2 separate regions of the Mus musculus genome follow, and region 2 is linked to region 1. A link is a contact called in public HiChIP or PLAC-seq data. All regions are on one chromosome and are shown on one strand. Each heading gives the region's core, a stretch centred on a gene start, on an enhancer-like site or on the middle of the called end of the contact. The rest is flanking DNA. Distances are from core to core; before and after follow the strand shown. Region 1 has its middle 59 kb from the start of Mtss1. Region 2 holds the start of Sqle (squalene epoxidase).

What was found. HiChIP or PLAC-seq counts read pairs in DNA pulled down with a chosen protein or histone mark.
Region 2: an H3K4me3 HiChIP or PLAC-seq map of neural progenitor cells shows a contact between it and region 1, with 29 read pairs. The contact joins the promoter of Sqle here to the enhancer-like site in region 1. A contact is called at or near these places in 5 of 39 promoter capture datasets (the C10 cell line, the HPC-7 cell line, liver and 1 more), 1 of 484 Hi-C or Micro-C datasets (the G1E-ER4 cell line) and 8 of 115 datasets of contacts at active chromatin or transcription factors (the SCID.adh cell line, bone marrow-derived macrophages, embryonic midbrain and 3 more).

What each region holds. Positions count from the first base shown.
Region 1 is chr15:59,137,507-59,144,902 of GRCm38.p6, reverse strand. No RefSeq gene overlaps it. Among named protein-coding and RNA genes, the nearest start is that of Mtss1, 59 kb to the right of the region's middle. Within about 2 kb of position 4,037, at least 7 of the 459 cell types and tissues checked have an H3K27ac peak or open chromatin away from gene starts, as enhancers often do. A contact at or near this core is called in liver, neural progenitor cells and neural stem cells, where this site is marked.
Region 2 is chr15:59,311,884-59,319,279 of GRCm38.p6, reverse strand. It overlaps Sqle (squalene epoxidase), which reads right to left and starts at 4,188. Exons shown (of 11, transcript NM_009270.3): 1 at 3,151-4,188; 2 at 1,232-1,484. The coding sequence starts at 3,435. It also overlaps the pseudogene Zfp572.

The sequences.
Region 1 (7,396 bases), core at 2,788-5,287:
TTTCTTTTTTTTGTTTTGTTTTGTTTTGTTTTGTTTTTTGAGACAGGGTTTCTCTGTATAGCCCTGGCTGTCCTGGAACTCACTTTGTAGACCAGGCTGGCCTCGAACTCAGAAATTTGCCTGCCTCTGCCTCCCGAGTGCTGGGATTAAAGGTAGAACAGCTTTCTAAATGATGCTGCCTCCATATATGCTCCTCCACCACCATCCCCCCAATGTTCTGAACAATTTGAAATAAGAGGGCTGTGCTGGTGGAAAGCAAATGACAGAGCCAGACTAGATAGTTGTGACAAGCATGGACTTCTTCCCTACTGGCCAAAGCAGCCTGGTTCTCAGCACTGGTCTCCCCACGACATTTTATGACATAGAGGAGCGGGACAGATTGAGGCAGTAACTGAATTCTAAATGAGAGGCAGAGGTCTGGAAATGATAGATAGATAGATAGATAGATAGATAGATAGATAGATAGATAGATAGATAGATACATACATACATACATACATGCATACGTAGAAAGAAAGAAAGAAAGAAAGAAAGAAAGAAAGAAAGAAAGATGATTGATAGATGACAGATTGATAGACATACCTTATGTTTGTAAATAATAAAGATGTTTCTACCATTGTACCCTGCTCTCTCTGTCTCTGTGTCTTTGTCTCTGTTTTCCCCCCCCCCACTTGTGTGTGTGTGTGTGTGTGTGTGTGTGTGTGTTCATTACTCTAAAGCTTACCAACCAGGTAATTCACTCCTTCCTAGATAAGTTTGAGCACAGAACCAGAAGGAAGCCAGAAGTGTTACATGCATTGATGTCCCCTCTTGTGGAAACACAAAGCAAGGGGAAAGGAGGTTCCATATTTGAGCTGTTGTGCTAGGAATGTTAAGTGTTTTAATTATAACCAAACCTGTAAATTTATGGTCTGAGCTGAGAGGAGTAAAGAGTATAATGACATTCAAATAGCTAGTGGTGGAGCCAGGGTTTTAGAAATGCAGGTTTGTATCGCTCACTCTTTGCACCACAATACAGTGCTCTCCTACCTGTCCCTACGAATCCATGCATTTATAAGCAAAAGCTGAGACCCCTGCTAACAAAAGCAAGCAGCCAATTCAGGAGTACTGGACACAGGCATAGTAAAACACACAGAGAGAGGGGAGGGAGAACGAGAGAGAGAGAGAGAGAGAGAGAGAGAGAGAGAGAGAGAGAGTTAAAAGACTAGGGAGAAGATAGTTTTCTTCAGTGATCCAGCAGGTACCAGGCTTTCTTTAAGCTGGGCTTGGGAGTCTCAGTTTCCTTTTGGCCTCATCACGTGCAGCTTCCTACATCCTATGGGCTACTTTCTCTTTCCCAAGCATACCTCTTGGATCCTGTCTCTGTTTCACTGTTCTCAGTATTTCCTTATCCCTGGGATAGCCTTTCCTCCTCTATGTCCCCAAATACCAGTAGAAGTCCAGAACCTAACACAGCCTGTGGTGGTTTGAATATGCTTGGCCCTGGGAGTGGCACTCTTTGGAGGTGTGTCCTTGTTGGAGTAGGTTTAGTCTTGTTGGAGGAAGTATGTCACTGTGGGGGTGGGCTTTAAGACCCTCACCCTAGACCGGGTGTGGTGGCACACTCCTTTAATCTCAGCACTCGGGGATTTCTGAGTTCGAGGCCAGCCTGGTCTACAAAGTGAGTTCCAGGACAGCCAGGGTTATACAGAGAAACCCTGTCTCGAAAAACCAAAAAAAAAAAAAGACCCTCACCCTAGCTGCCCGGAAGCCAATCTTCTAGCAGCCTTCAGATGAAGATGTAGAACCCTCAGCTTCTCCTGCACCACGCCTGCCTGGATGCTGCCATGCTCCCACCTTGATGATAATGGACTGAATCTCTGAACCTGTAAGCCAGCCCCAGATAAATGTCCTTATAAGAGTCACCTTGGTCATGGTGTCTGTTCACAGCAGTAAAACTCAAAGACACAGCCTCAACTCATATTAGAAGACAAGTAAAACTTGGCTAAGTCTAAGTTTTATTTGATTTAAGATCAAGATCTCTCCCCCCTCCCCCGCTCGCCACTCTCTTAGCTTGACCTCGTAGCCCAGGCAGAAGGAAGATTCGTCTCTCCCATTAAATTGCAAGCGCCCTGTGTGGAGGCGTAGGGATGACACAGAGCATGAGTGCTTAGTAAACAGTAGTAAAAGTGAAAAGCAGGTTGGTCCGGGTAGGTATTACTATCCTTGTTTTAATAATTCCTCTTAGGCTCTAAAGATTCCCGGAGGCCTCTGTGGGCCAGGCAGGAAGGTTGAGCAATCTGGGGCTCAGCTATCTCGGGCCCAAGGGAACCTCAGGTCCTGCACTGCAGCTCAGCTGCCAAACCAGAACTCTCCTAGGCTTTTTCAAAAAGCATTTGCTTCACAGACTCTAAGTGTGTATTTTTAACATGTCAGAAAGTGGAGTACATTTTTCTTTCTTTATTGATACAAAATAATAATAATAATAATAACAATAATAATAATAGTAATGCAATGCTTTTTGTTGGGTTGAGGTTTTTTGGTTTGGTTTGGCTTTTTGTGTGTTTTGGGTTGTTTTGTTTTGTTTCAAGACAGAATTTCTATATGAAGTCCTGGCTGTCCTGAAACAATTTGGTAAACCACACTACCCTCAAACTCAGAGAGATCCAACTGCCTCTGCCTCCCAAGTGCCGGGATTAAAGACATGAGCCACACAGCTTGTAATGTATTTTATAACCAATACACCCTCAGATTTGAGGGAATACATCATCAGCCATCACCAGGAAAAAAGAAAGCACAAATGGTTAGTTCACTCTCACCAACAATCAAGAAGCGCGAATTAGAGCCTTAGGAGAGAACCCGGCTGTCCTGTTATATGTGACAAAGATCTAATGACAGAAGTACTCTGTGGTTAGAGACAGAAGGAAAGAAATACAAGATCAGTAAATCGCTGGGTTGGTGTAAACTCAGGGGATGGGGCATTTGAAAACTGTTGACCCATCAAAAGGGCCAAAAATGTTCTTGCCATCTGACCTTTCTTCTAGGAATTTATCCAGGAACAAATTCCTGGTTGTACTTAGGGATTCTTCTGAAAGCGTGTTCTCAGAAGCCTTATTGATAGTGAAGGAGTGGGGAGCCAACAGTGTTTGGCAGCTATTGATTAAACAAGGGAAAGTGATTTCATGTAGTTGAACAATAAACGGTACTGTTAATAATTACAAGTAATTGTAAGCGTGCATCTCTCTGTGTGTGTGTGTGTGTGTGTGTGTGTGTGTGTGCAAGAATGGCCATTTGCAAGACTTTGCTTTAATAATGAAACTCCATTTCATCCCGATTCAATTTTCCTTTCAGAAACAATTCCAGATTGGAACGCACCGTGGTGCAAATGAGGAAGAGCAAGGTGAATGGAATTGCAGGTGCTCTGTCTCCACAGCTGAGTTCACATGAACAAACAGGCATGTTCCACTGTTACTGCTCTGCTCCTTAAACCAGATCATTTTGAAATCATTTCTAACTATCACAATTTCTACGTTTCAAAAATCAATGCAAACAGCTCTATGATCTCCCAGATCTCCCGATTCTATTACATTTATTTATTTATTTATTTATTTATTTATTTACTTGTGGGGAGCGAGTGCGCACGTCACTGCATGATATGGAGGTCAGAGGTCAAATTTGGGAGCTGATTTTCTCCTCACACACACATGGGTTCCAGAGATTGAACTAGGGTCTTCCAGCTTAGCAGCAAGCACCTTCATCCCCTGAGCCATCACACTGGCCCTCAGCTCCCAGTTTCAACAGCTGTATTCATCACTGATGCTGCACGTACACAGCCCTGCTCTTCCTCTTTGTCTGTTTGTGCTTGCATGCTTTAGCCCCTTTTCCTGTTGCTGTGATAAAATCCTCTGTCAAAACCAACTTAAAGGAGGAAGGGCTCATTTCGACTCACAGATCAAGGGTACAGTCCATCAGCCACAGGAGCTTGAAGCAGCTGGTTCCACAGGACATCTCCCATCAGGAAGAGAAGGAGGCAGGTTTGTTAGTGCTCAGCTCATTTTCTCTGTGTTGGGCAATCCAGGATTCCCAGAAAGGGAATCGGGTCACAGCGTCAGGAAGCCCAGAGGCTCACCTGCCAGGCAGTTCTAAATTCTGACAAGATGGCAATTAACACTAACAATCACATAGTTATTTTTATGAATATTTGAGATGAAGTGATAGGAAGCAAGTCCTTTTAGCCTCTAATGTTTCATAAGCATTTCTTTTCTTTCTTTTTTTTTTCATGGTACATGTCTATAACCTCAGTGGTAATGGAGGTAGAAAGATTTCAAGTGAGTCTAGCCAGGTATTCATAATACCAGAGCTTACAAAGTGAGATCTTGTCTCAAAGATAACAATACTAACAATAAATTAATAAAATAATAATACAAGGAGAAATCTGGGGAAGATGTATGAGAACGGGTATTAAAGAGCGAGAATAATAGGCCAGGCAAGTGGATCTCTGAGTTCCACTAGAGTTAGGGCTACATAGTGAGACCCAGTCTCAAAACAAAAAGCATTTCTTTTTTAAAAAATTATATTTATATGTGTGTGGGGGGTCAGAGGACAGAGCAGTAAAGTAAAAAATAAATTATATAGTAAAAATGGATTTAAGTGGGGGTGGGTGGGTATGGGGGACTTTTGGTATAGCATTGGAAATGTAAATGAGCTAAATACCTAATAAAAAATGGAAAAAATGGATTTAAGTAAGAGTAGAGTTGGTTCTCTCCTACTGTGTGTGACCCAGGGATCTAACTCATGTTAACACACTTAGCAGCAAGCTCCTTTCTCTCCTGAACCATCTAAAGAACCCAATATGGATTTCTTTCTTCCTTTCTACCTCCCTCCCTCCTTCCCTCCCTTTCTTTCTTTTATTTTTGTTTTTTGTTTTTGTTTGTTTGTTTTGTTTGTTGGTTGATTATTTTGGGTTTGTTTTTTGTTTTTTTGAGGCAGGGTTTCCAAGTATAAGTGCTGAGATTAAAGGCACGAGAGTCCAGCATAGATTCCTTAAGAACTGACCAGTTAGCCAGGCAGTGGTGGCACACGCCTTTAATCCCAGCACTTGGGAGGCAGAGGCAGGTAGATTGCTGTGAGTTTGAGGCCAGCCTGGTCTAGAGTGAGTTTCAGGACAGCCAGGGCTACAAAGAGAAACCCTGTCTCGAAAACCCAAAAAGAACTGGCCAGTTGCCTCCAAGTAGGGACCGTGGCTTACATGAACGTATTGTACCAAGGTTAAGCTTCTCACATTTGCTAATGGTTCTTCATCTGCAAGGACCCATCAGCCTTTCTGGATGTGACTGACTTCCAAGGGCAAGACCCGTCATTTCACAAGCCACCTCCCGCACAGGTGCGATGATGCTTTTCCCAAGGTTGGCTTCAGTTCATACATTTGGAACTGGCATCACCTAGGTAACAGGATATGCTTCTCAGGGCATCCCATCCAGAGACACACTGTGTTTCCCCCCTCAACAGCACTGCTCTTAACTTTTGTCACTAGTAATCCCTCGTGCTGTGTCTACGTGGGGAGCAGAAAGAGTAATGTAAGGCTCTGTTAGTTTCCTGTCCCTTACTAGACCTTTCTCCTCCTACTAGGATTCAATGATGAATCTCGCTTGCATCCAATTGTGTACTATGTAATAGCATGTCTATTTACCATGTAGTCTAATTTCTAATGGAATCATTTCTTCATTCCTTCTGTGTTTATTAGTTATAAGACAAACTCTCCACACATCTTGGTCTATTTCTGAAACAGACTCTGGAATCTTATTTTCACACCACAGGCCCTAACTCATTATCATCAAAATTTATCTCTATGCTCAGAGTTGTCCTAGGTTTGGCCACGGGGTCTACTCCAGCTGGCTTCTGATCCTTTTTGAAAGGCTCCCTAAGCCCTTCCCCTTCTACTTGTCATGTTGCTTTGGCACAACCAGACATTCCTGACTTATCAGCCATTTCTCCACGGGGACTGGTTGCCTGTGCTGGCTAATGGCATTCGGGAGCTGAGTTCTGAGCTATGTAGGCGTCTCATTTTTCTTCTCTGTTATCTGTGTCTTCTTTTTCAAAATAATCAAACTCACATGCCTTCACAATACACAAGAGTTATTTTTCGCCTTAGTCTTCAAGAGTAGAAAAACAACCCAAGGAGGGTGGGCTGTCACAAATCCCCCAAGGAGCCAAAATTCCTTGGCTCCAGAAGAAAAAGAAATTCATTGCCCAACTTTTCAAATGCCAGAGGAAGTGGCTCCCAAACAGAGGGTGGCCCAGGAACTTCCTGGGGTGGGGGTGGGGGTCAGCGGGAGCTGTCCTTCATCCTCAAAGGGCAAGGAGGCCTGGACAGGGTTCATATGTTGGGTAGGAACAGCAGGGCCAGTGTAAAGACCCAGAGAGATGCCTCACAGAGATTACAAGGCCCTAACAAACTGCCAAAAGGAGACGATATGACAGACCCCTAGCCCAAACACTGACTTTCAGCTGATACCTGACAAGCAGGCCGGCATCCTCTCCCATCTCCCTTTCCTCCCAAATGTCCATCTCCCTTTGCCCTGGCAACCAAACTGACCTATAAGAAAGAAGAGCTTGCCCAGGGGCTGCCGATACTCTTGTCGCCTTAGCTACTGTGGTCAGTTCTGACGAACCACATGACTAAGCCCCTCTCTTTTGCCCAGAGCAACTGCTGGCACCTTTGCCTGACCTCAGAAGCTTCACAGTGGACCTGAGTGACACTCCACCTCAGAGTGGTCTGAAGAGAAGTCTGGGCAGCAGCAGCTTTGGAGGAAACCGTCTCAGATCCGGGAGGGATGGCTGAGGAGGTCACCCTCCCTGTGCCTTGCAGGAGCTGTTTCAAGGAGTGTGAATTCTGTAACACCCTCAATTTTTTCTCACGTAAAGCCTTTCTTAAGGGTTGGGGATGCAGCTGGATGGTAGAGCACTTGCTTATCATACACAAGGCCCTGGGTTCGGTTCCCAACTCAGGAACAAAACAACAACAGCAACAACAACAACAGCAACACCCTTCTCTTATTGTAGAAACTTTATCTGGTGTGGAACTCATATTGCTTCTTATGAAACTTGCACTGCGTAGCGCTGCCTTGGCTCCCAATGGGGTCTGATCTCATAGCCCTGACCCTTGCTTCTGTGTGAGCCACAGAGGAGAGGGTTGCGGTGCTTCATCCCTGTTGCCTCTCTGCTAAAACAGCCTTTCATGACGAAGTTCACTCTGAACCAGGAAGGGCGGGAGAAGGGGAGAGGCAGGGGGTGAGCTAGCAGTTAGCTCAGTCTGTAAGGGTGCACTGCACAAGCGTGACGGCTTGAGTCTAATCCTCGGCAAGTAAAACCACCCTAATTGGACAGTTTCAGATAGTAAGACTCTTTGTCAGGGGCT
Region 2 (7,396 bases), core at 2,939-5,438, 170 kb before region 1:
CCTCTTGCCTGATAACAATGGGGATGCCATTTCAGGAGAAAGAATATGTGCTTATTTTTATACTTATCACTGACATATAACAGTTGTTATGTGTTTATAAGGCATAATGTGATAGTTGAACTCATGTACCTTGACAATACAATTATGGAACTCAGCAAATCTATCCCCTTAAAAAATGTATTTGTCCAGATGGAGAAATGGCTCAGCATTTAAGATCACTTGACTGCTCTTCCAGAGGACCTGAGTTCAATTCCCAGCAACTACATGGTGGCTCACAACCATCTGTAATGGGATCTGATGCCCTCTTCTGGTGTGTCTGAAGACAGTGACAGTGTACTCACATAAATAAATCTTTAAAATACATATATATATTTGTCACTCTCAGCCACATCATCAGCTTCTCCCTACTTTATCATACATGGCCATAAAAATATTCTTGTATCAAATGAATCTCCGCTGTCCTCATATTCACCCTCTCTGTTTTCCACCATTAAAAATGTTTCTCAGCCGGGCATGGTAGCACACGCCTTTAATCCCAGCACTTGGGAGGCAGAGGCAGGCAGATTTCGGAGTTCAAGGCCAGCCTGGTCTACAGAGTGAGTTCCAGGACAGCCAAGGCAACACAGAAAAACCCTGTCTCGAAAAACCAAAAACAAACAAACAAATGTTTCTCAGCAGAGGTCTCAGCTGGCTGATCAGAGGACCACAGTTCAATGTTCCCTATCAGTACATTCCAGGGCACCCACCAACCTCTTCTGACCTCCTCCAGATGGGGCTCACCTTACAGCTAAGGACCTTCTGTGCTACTTCTCAAGGATGCCTGTCTTAATCACTAGTCCATCTTGGTACTTACTCAGCAGAACACCTCGCTCAAAGACAGCAGTAAATAAGTATTTCCTAAATGAATGGAAGACGTACTTAAGACCGGCGGGAACAGCATCCCCCAGGAGTGTGTTCCACACCATGTAAATGACAGTTCTGGTTACTGAGCTGAGCGTCTTCATTGCTGCCGTGACGGTTTAGGGCATTTCACTATCTCACTCTGTCTGGGTAGCCTCTTCTCACACAATGATACGGCTCTTTCCTCCTCCGCTCTCATTGTCACAGAAAGTTTTTAGTTCATGTAAAGCTTATTATAAGGAAGGGAGGGAGAGAGGGTGGGTGGGAGGCCAGAACAGTCCAGAGTGAAGAGCGAGTATTTACACAACTCCTCAACACCAAATGAGCCTACCTCCAAGGCCCAGCTCCTGGAGAACACGGTAGCCTCCTGGCTGCAGCAGCTCCCCAACTATCCTGTCGGGCTCTTTTAAATCTCTCTCGATGACCGTCACCTTTCTTCCATCTCTGGAGAGAACTGCTGCCAAGGCAGATCCAAGCACACCAGATCCCACGATGATCACTTCCGGGTCCGTCACGAACGAGGTCGACACTGAGGTAGCTGCTCCTGTTAATGTCGTTTCTGAAAGACCGATTTCTTTTCTGCACTGTTTAACAAAAATGATTATCATTCTTCCAAATCTGTCGACATAAACCATTAACTCGCACATAAACACACCCGACTTTTACACCTTGAGCAAAAGCTAGACTCCCCTCCCCCCACAAACATGAGTAAATCATATCCATGGTATATTTTTAAGTCCAAACCATATATAATCAGGATCAAAATACTGACTAAAAAAAAATGTATATAGCCCAATAAAATATACATATTCCTTTTTCTGGACACAGTAGTTAGAAAATGTTATATGGACATATTTGGAAATCCACATGAGGCCTAACCCTGTGCATATCTACAGTGAGATTCGAATACAGAACCAGGACCAATCCTATAACTGAACTACTCAACTCTACACTGAGCAGCTACAGGTGCAGGCCTCCCACAACTTGTGACTGTCCACGTACACAGCGGTGAGCACTGAGCAGAACTCATGCCAGCAGCTGGCTCTCTGGTTTCCAGGTAAGGAGAAAGCCTGAAGCAGTCCCAAAATGAAACCAGTCGAGCATCCTCCCTACCCCCAACAGAGAATGCCATCTTTAGACTAGTGTCAACAGCTTAGTTACTTATTAGATGGTTGAGCACCGGCCATTCTGCAAACATGAACTTACTTCATTCCCTGAGTACCAGCGACGGTGGTACCACCCTCATCTAAGCTAACAGGAACCTGATTTTGACAGAAATCAAACCATCCCCAAAGTATTACAGCAACAAGTGGCAGAACTAAACTAAAACTCTGAACCAAGTTCTTTTCTTCTACCACCTTTGCTAATTTGTACTATGGACTTTATTAAAGAAAGCAGACCCCAAAGTCTATACTGCTAGGTGGGTAACTCATCCTGGCCACTCTCTCTCATGCACACTGGACACCCAGCTTCAGCATCACAGCAATGTCCCTTCTTGCACGGCTGTGTACTGCAATGTAGTTCCCAAACATTATTTATTCTTACTTTTGTAGAAATCAAGCATTGTTACTCTATCTTTCCAACGCTCTTAAGGGAAAAGTTCACATATCCCTGGCTAGTAGGTCCTACGTGATCTGACTTGCCGCCCTGTTCCTCTCTCATCACCTACCACTGGCCCCATCATTCCCTCGAAGTAATTAATGGCACCACAAATATTTAAAGATCCAGTCTCTAACGTAAGCCTGTCATTCAGCTCTGACTCAACTTAGGAGCGGACTGCGCTGACTAATTGCTTCAATAGATAGTGGGGGACGGATTTCTGCCCAAAACTTTAAAGTGTTAGGCATCTTTATTGCTTTTCAAATTGCTGTCACTTTCCACTGTCTGCCATCACATTTATAAGTAGCCTTACCTGCCACACAAATTCTCCCTTGTCAGGAACAAAAATCATCCTTACCCAGGGATTTTAAATTAAAAGCCACAGTGAGTCTGTCTCCCAAATGAAATTCTAACATTTCCTACCAAAATCAACACCCAATCCCTGAGGTTCACACAACAAATGCTTTTCATCTTCCCTAAGAGCACAGCCACAACACAGTCCAGAACTTTAAGAAACGCAATCAAATGAGAACACTGACGCTTCTAAGCCACCACTTTCGTGACTTTTAAAGAAACCATAAACTTCAGTGACCTCGATCTGAAGTTTAAAATACGATCCCATTCATTTGCCCACTGTGGCATCAGGCATACCTTCTTGGACTCCAGCTGTTCTTTCTTTTCTGATTCAGGTGACTTGGCCCAGAAGAAGCCAATAAGAGGCAAAGCAGAGAGAATATCCGAGAAGGCAGCGAACTGGGCGCCGCTCTGATGGCGGCCAAGGAGGCCCCCGTGTCGATGGCGACAGCGGTAGGAGAGCACCAGGCCCAGCGACAGGAACACCAGCACGCACAGCAGGAGCTCCTTGTTGGCCAGGGTGACATCCCCGCATTTCTTATAAAAATAGGTGAAGGTAGCAATGCCAAGAAAAGTCCACATGGCTCAAAAGGCTTCTTTGGTGGCACCAGCCAAGGCTGAGGATTTTGTGTTTTGGGGGTCTCTTGGGGGGGTCTTTTTTCCTCGGAAGGTCTTCAGTGATTAAAATGTCCCCAAAATGTAGTTCTCAAAGGGGTTCGGGGCAACCGGTCGAACTTCTTCCAATAAATAGTTTCAGGATCACGAGTCAGATGTGATCAATTTTTGAAATCATTGAGAGTGCAAATGTATCTTAAGTTGTCCAGATCTTAAAAGGCAGCATTTAAAGCCTGCCTACCCCAACGGCTCCTGATTACACACTTCTTCATTCAGCCAACTGATGGACACGGGCCTCTCTATTGGGCTGAGGGGTGCGAATGTGGCTGTATACTTCGATGTCCGCTCGCCTGGCTGTAAACGGTCTTTTGTCACCAGCAGCAGGTGCTCGGTAGGAAGGAGTCGGGAGCGTAGAAGGATCTGGGTGCTGGGAAAGCTGCCCTTAGCAACACTGCCCCGGCAGCCTTCTCCAACAAAAGATGGCCACGGCGTCCCGAAGCGCGGCGGCAGCCTGGCAGCTCAGCCCTCCCTTGGAGATTCCTCCTCAAGCAAGCCCCGAAGTCACGGCCGGGAACCTGTCCGACCGACACTTGCCTTCCTCGAGAGTGAATGGCTGTCTCGGATGAGCGTCCTTCAGAGCGAGGCGAAGGCTCCTGCCCGCCGGGTCCCCAGCATCCCTCGCGGACAGTAACCAGAGTAACCGCTGCGCGCCCCGCTCGCAACCCGGCCCCACGCGCTTCAGCCGCCCGGCGGGCTCGGCCCAGCCCAGGGACCGGGAGGCGGGGCTCCGGCCCGGCACCGCCCCTTGAGCGGACCCCGCCTCCCACGCCGTCCGAACCAATGAGAGCGCGCACCGCGCGGTAGGCTGAGATGGCGCTATAGAGCGTTTGTCCAATGGCGGGCGGCGCACTCCGCGCGGCGCCAGTCGCAGAGGCGCTAGGGCGATGTTGCGTGGTGCGGGGCGGGTGCGTGGGGTGGGCGCGGGGCCGGTGGGTGAATGGGGCGGTGCCCGCTCGGCCTGGCCGCCGCGGGGTCCTCAGGCCCCACCTGCGGAGGGTGGAGCTCGCTCTGGAGGAACTCTTGGTGGCTCCTGGTGGCTCAAACGCAAGAGAGCTACAGGAGTCATCCGGGCGGACTGGATGATCACGGGCTAGAAAGGCGAGGAGGACGTGACACGCCGGCGAACCTGCCATAATTAGTGGACGAGGACTAAAGAAAATGAGAGAAGTCAGTAGGTGGAGATGGATCACGCCTTTAATCCCAGAACTCGGGATGCAAGAGGATCTCTGTGAGTTTGAGGCCAGCTTGATCTGCATAGCGTGTTCCAGACCAGTCAGAGATACACAGTGAAATCCTTCTCGGGTTAAAGAAAGAATGAGAAAGGAAAAAAAAAAAAAATGTCCTAATCAACAGCAATCCCAAAACTGTTTAATAAGATCATTTTATGTTTTAAGCACTATGCCAGAGCGTTGCAAACATTCATTCAACCCTTACAGCAGTCTTGCAAGAATGGCATTACCTTTCTGTTACAGAAGTAACCGAGCAGTTTATCTGCCGTCGTTCATGAGACTAACAACATCATTTTATACTATCCACAGCTACTGTCATGTAACCGAATTTCAGACTCGACAGTACCATTTAATTATCAAGCTTTCGTTGAGTTCTTAGTTATCTATGGTTTAGGTCTCACCCTAAACACTTCTCAGATATCTTTATTAGTTTCTGCGATTTTTTTTTAAGTCATTCAAACAGGTACAGTTGTTTAACCCGTTTATCCTTTAATAATGAAAGAAGTAAGTCTCACAGAACTGTATCCTACCAACCCTTTGCAGCAGGCACAGCCAACTCTATCTAGCTCCACATTTCTTCCTTCCTTTCGATTTGTTTACTTATGTATTTTGTCTACATGTATGGCTGCACTTTAGAAGAAGGCACTGGATCCCATGGGACTACAGTAACAGTTGTAAGCAGCCATTCGAGCACTAGGACTTGAACTGTGGACCTCTCATAGAAGCCATTGCTCTTAACAGCTGAGTCATCTCTCTGGCCCTAACACCACATTCCTAATGAGGGTCTCTCCATGTTCCTAAGTCCAACCAACAATAAGCTGAAATTCTAGGCAACTTAAATGAGTCTTAACCTTGCCAAATGTCTCCCACCTTTGGGCACTAGTAGGAGAAAATGAGATGTATCTAATACTCTCAAAAAGCAGCATTTGCACAGAACATAGGATGAGATCTTGGTGGTCAGTTCCACATGTCAGGCATACAAAGAGGCAAACTAAAACTGTCACTCCTGAAGCTAAGGAATTGTGTCCGAAGGTAAAACACGGAATTAACTCAGGGAAAAGACTGTCCACATTGAAAAACAGAACTCAGGATCCTTCTTGTTATTCTGATTTTGGCCAAGACAATGCAACCATTACTAGATAATCCACTTAATCGGACATAGATTAGAACATAACAGTCATTGATTATCAATCGCATGACTCAATGCTTTAAAGCTCTATCCCACTTCCACACTATTTTAATTCTTTTGGGCAAACAAAACATCAGGCTACAGTCACAGTATTGGGAAGTATCTATGAGCCTGTCAGGAATGGTGCTCTAGAAAGAACTTGAATGACAAAATAGCCACTATTCAAATGCTGCTCTTCAGAACCCAACAAGTAGCTGGTGCAACAAAGGGAATGGGTCTGAAGATTCATCTTGTCTGAGTCAGTATTTGACATGTATGATTTGAGCCTGTAGTACAGGCACAGCGGTTCTACATGCTACGAACAATTTTAGTGAGTGAAGTGTTTAAAATGAATCTTCCTTTTTAGACACAGAAAACATTCAAGAAATCACAGTATTTGCTTAAAAGTATGCTTTCCTTGGGTAAACCCACAAAACCAGTAAGGATCTATCTTCATTTGCTAAAACAAAATATGGTAATTCAATTGCAACCATAATTCCCAATTTCATGTCTTTTTGTTTAGTCATGAGTACTCTATATTTTCCTTTGAAGCTATTCTTATATTCTTATCTCACCTTGAGTTTATATATATGAGTGTGTGTTTGTGTGTGTGTATATATATATATATACATATGTGTGTATATGTATATGTATATATAATTGGTTTTTTTGGGACAGTCTTTCTCTAAGTAGACCTGGCATTCAGAGATCTGCCTATCTCTGCCTTGGGATTAAAGGCAGACACCACCACTACTTCCTGGCTTTGATTTTTTTTTTTTTAAGATTTGTTTGGGGCTGGTGAGATGGCTCAGTGGGTAAGAGCACCTGACTGTTCTTCCGAAGGTCAGGAGTTCAAATCCCACCAACCACATGGTGGCTCACAACCATCCATAACGAGATCTGACTCCCTCTTCTGGAGTGTCTGAGGACAGCCACAGTGTACTTACATATAATAAATAAATAAAAACAAAGGAAAAAAAAAGATTTGTTTGTTTGTTTCTTGTGTATATGTGTATATAGAGTGTTCTACCTGCATATATTCCTGTATGCCAGAAGAGGACACCATATCTCATTTAGATGGTTATGAGTTACCATGTGGTTACTGGGAATTGAACTCAGGACCTCTGGGAGAGCAGCCAGTGCTCTTAATCTCTGAATCAACTCTCCAGCCACTTAACTTGTTGTCGTTGTTGTTAATGGTAATAATGTCTACCTTTTATTCAACATTAGTGGTGTCCCTCCCTCATGATTTCATACCAAGATGATCTGGGTCTTCCCATGCATTAATTTGGGACGTTGACTTTTTCTAGATCTTTTGGCAAACACAACAAAGACACTTCAGAGAGCAACGAGCATAGAGCACCTTCATTTTAACAGTCTAATAAGGAGAAAAAGGAAAAGAATAAACCCCAGCAGGCTCTGGGACTTGAGAATAATTTTGAGGCCAAAAATGAAAGGATCGGGACCATTT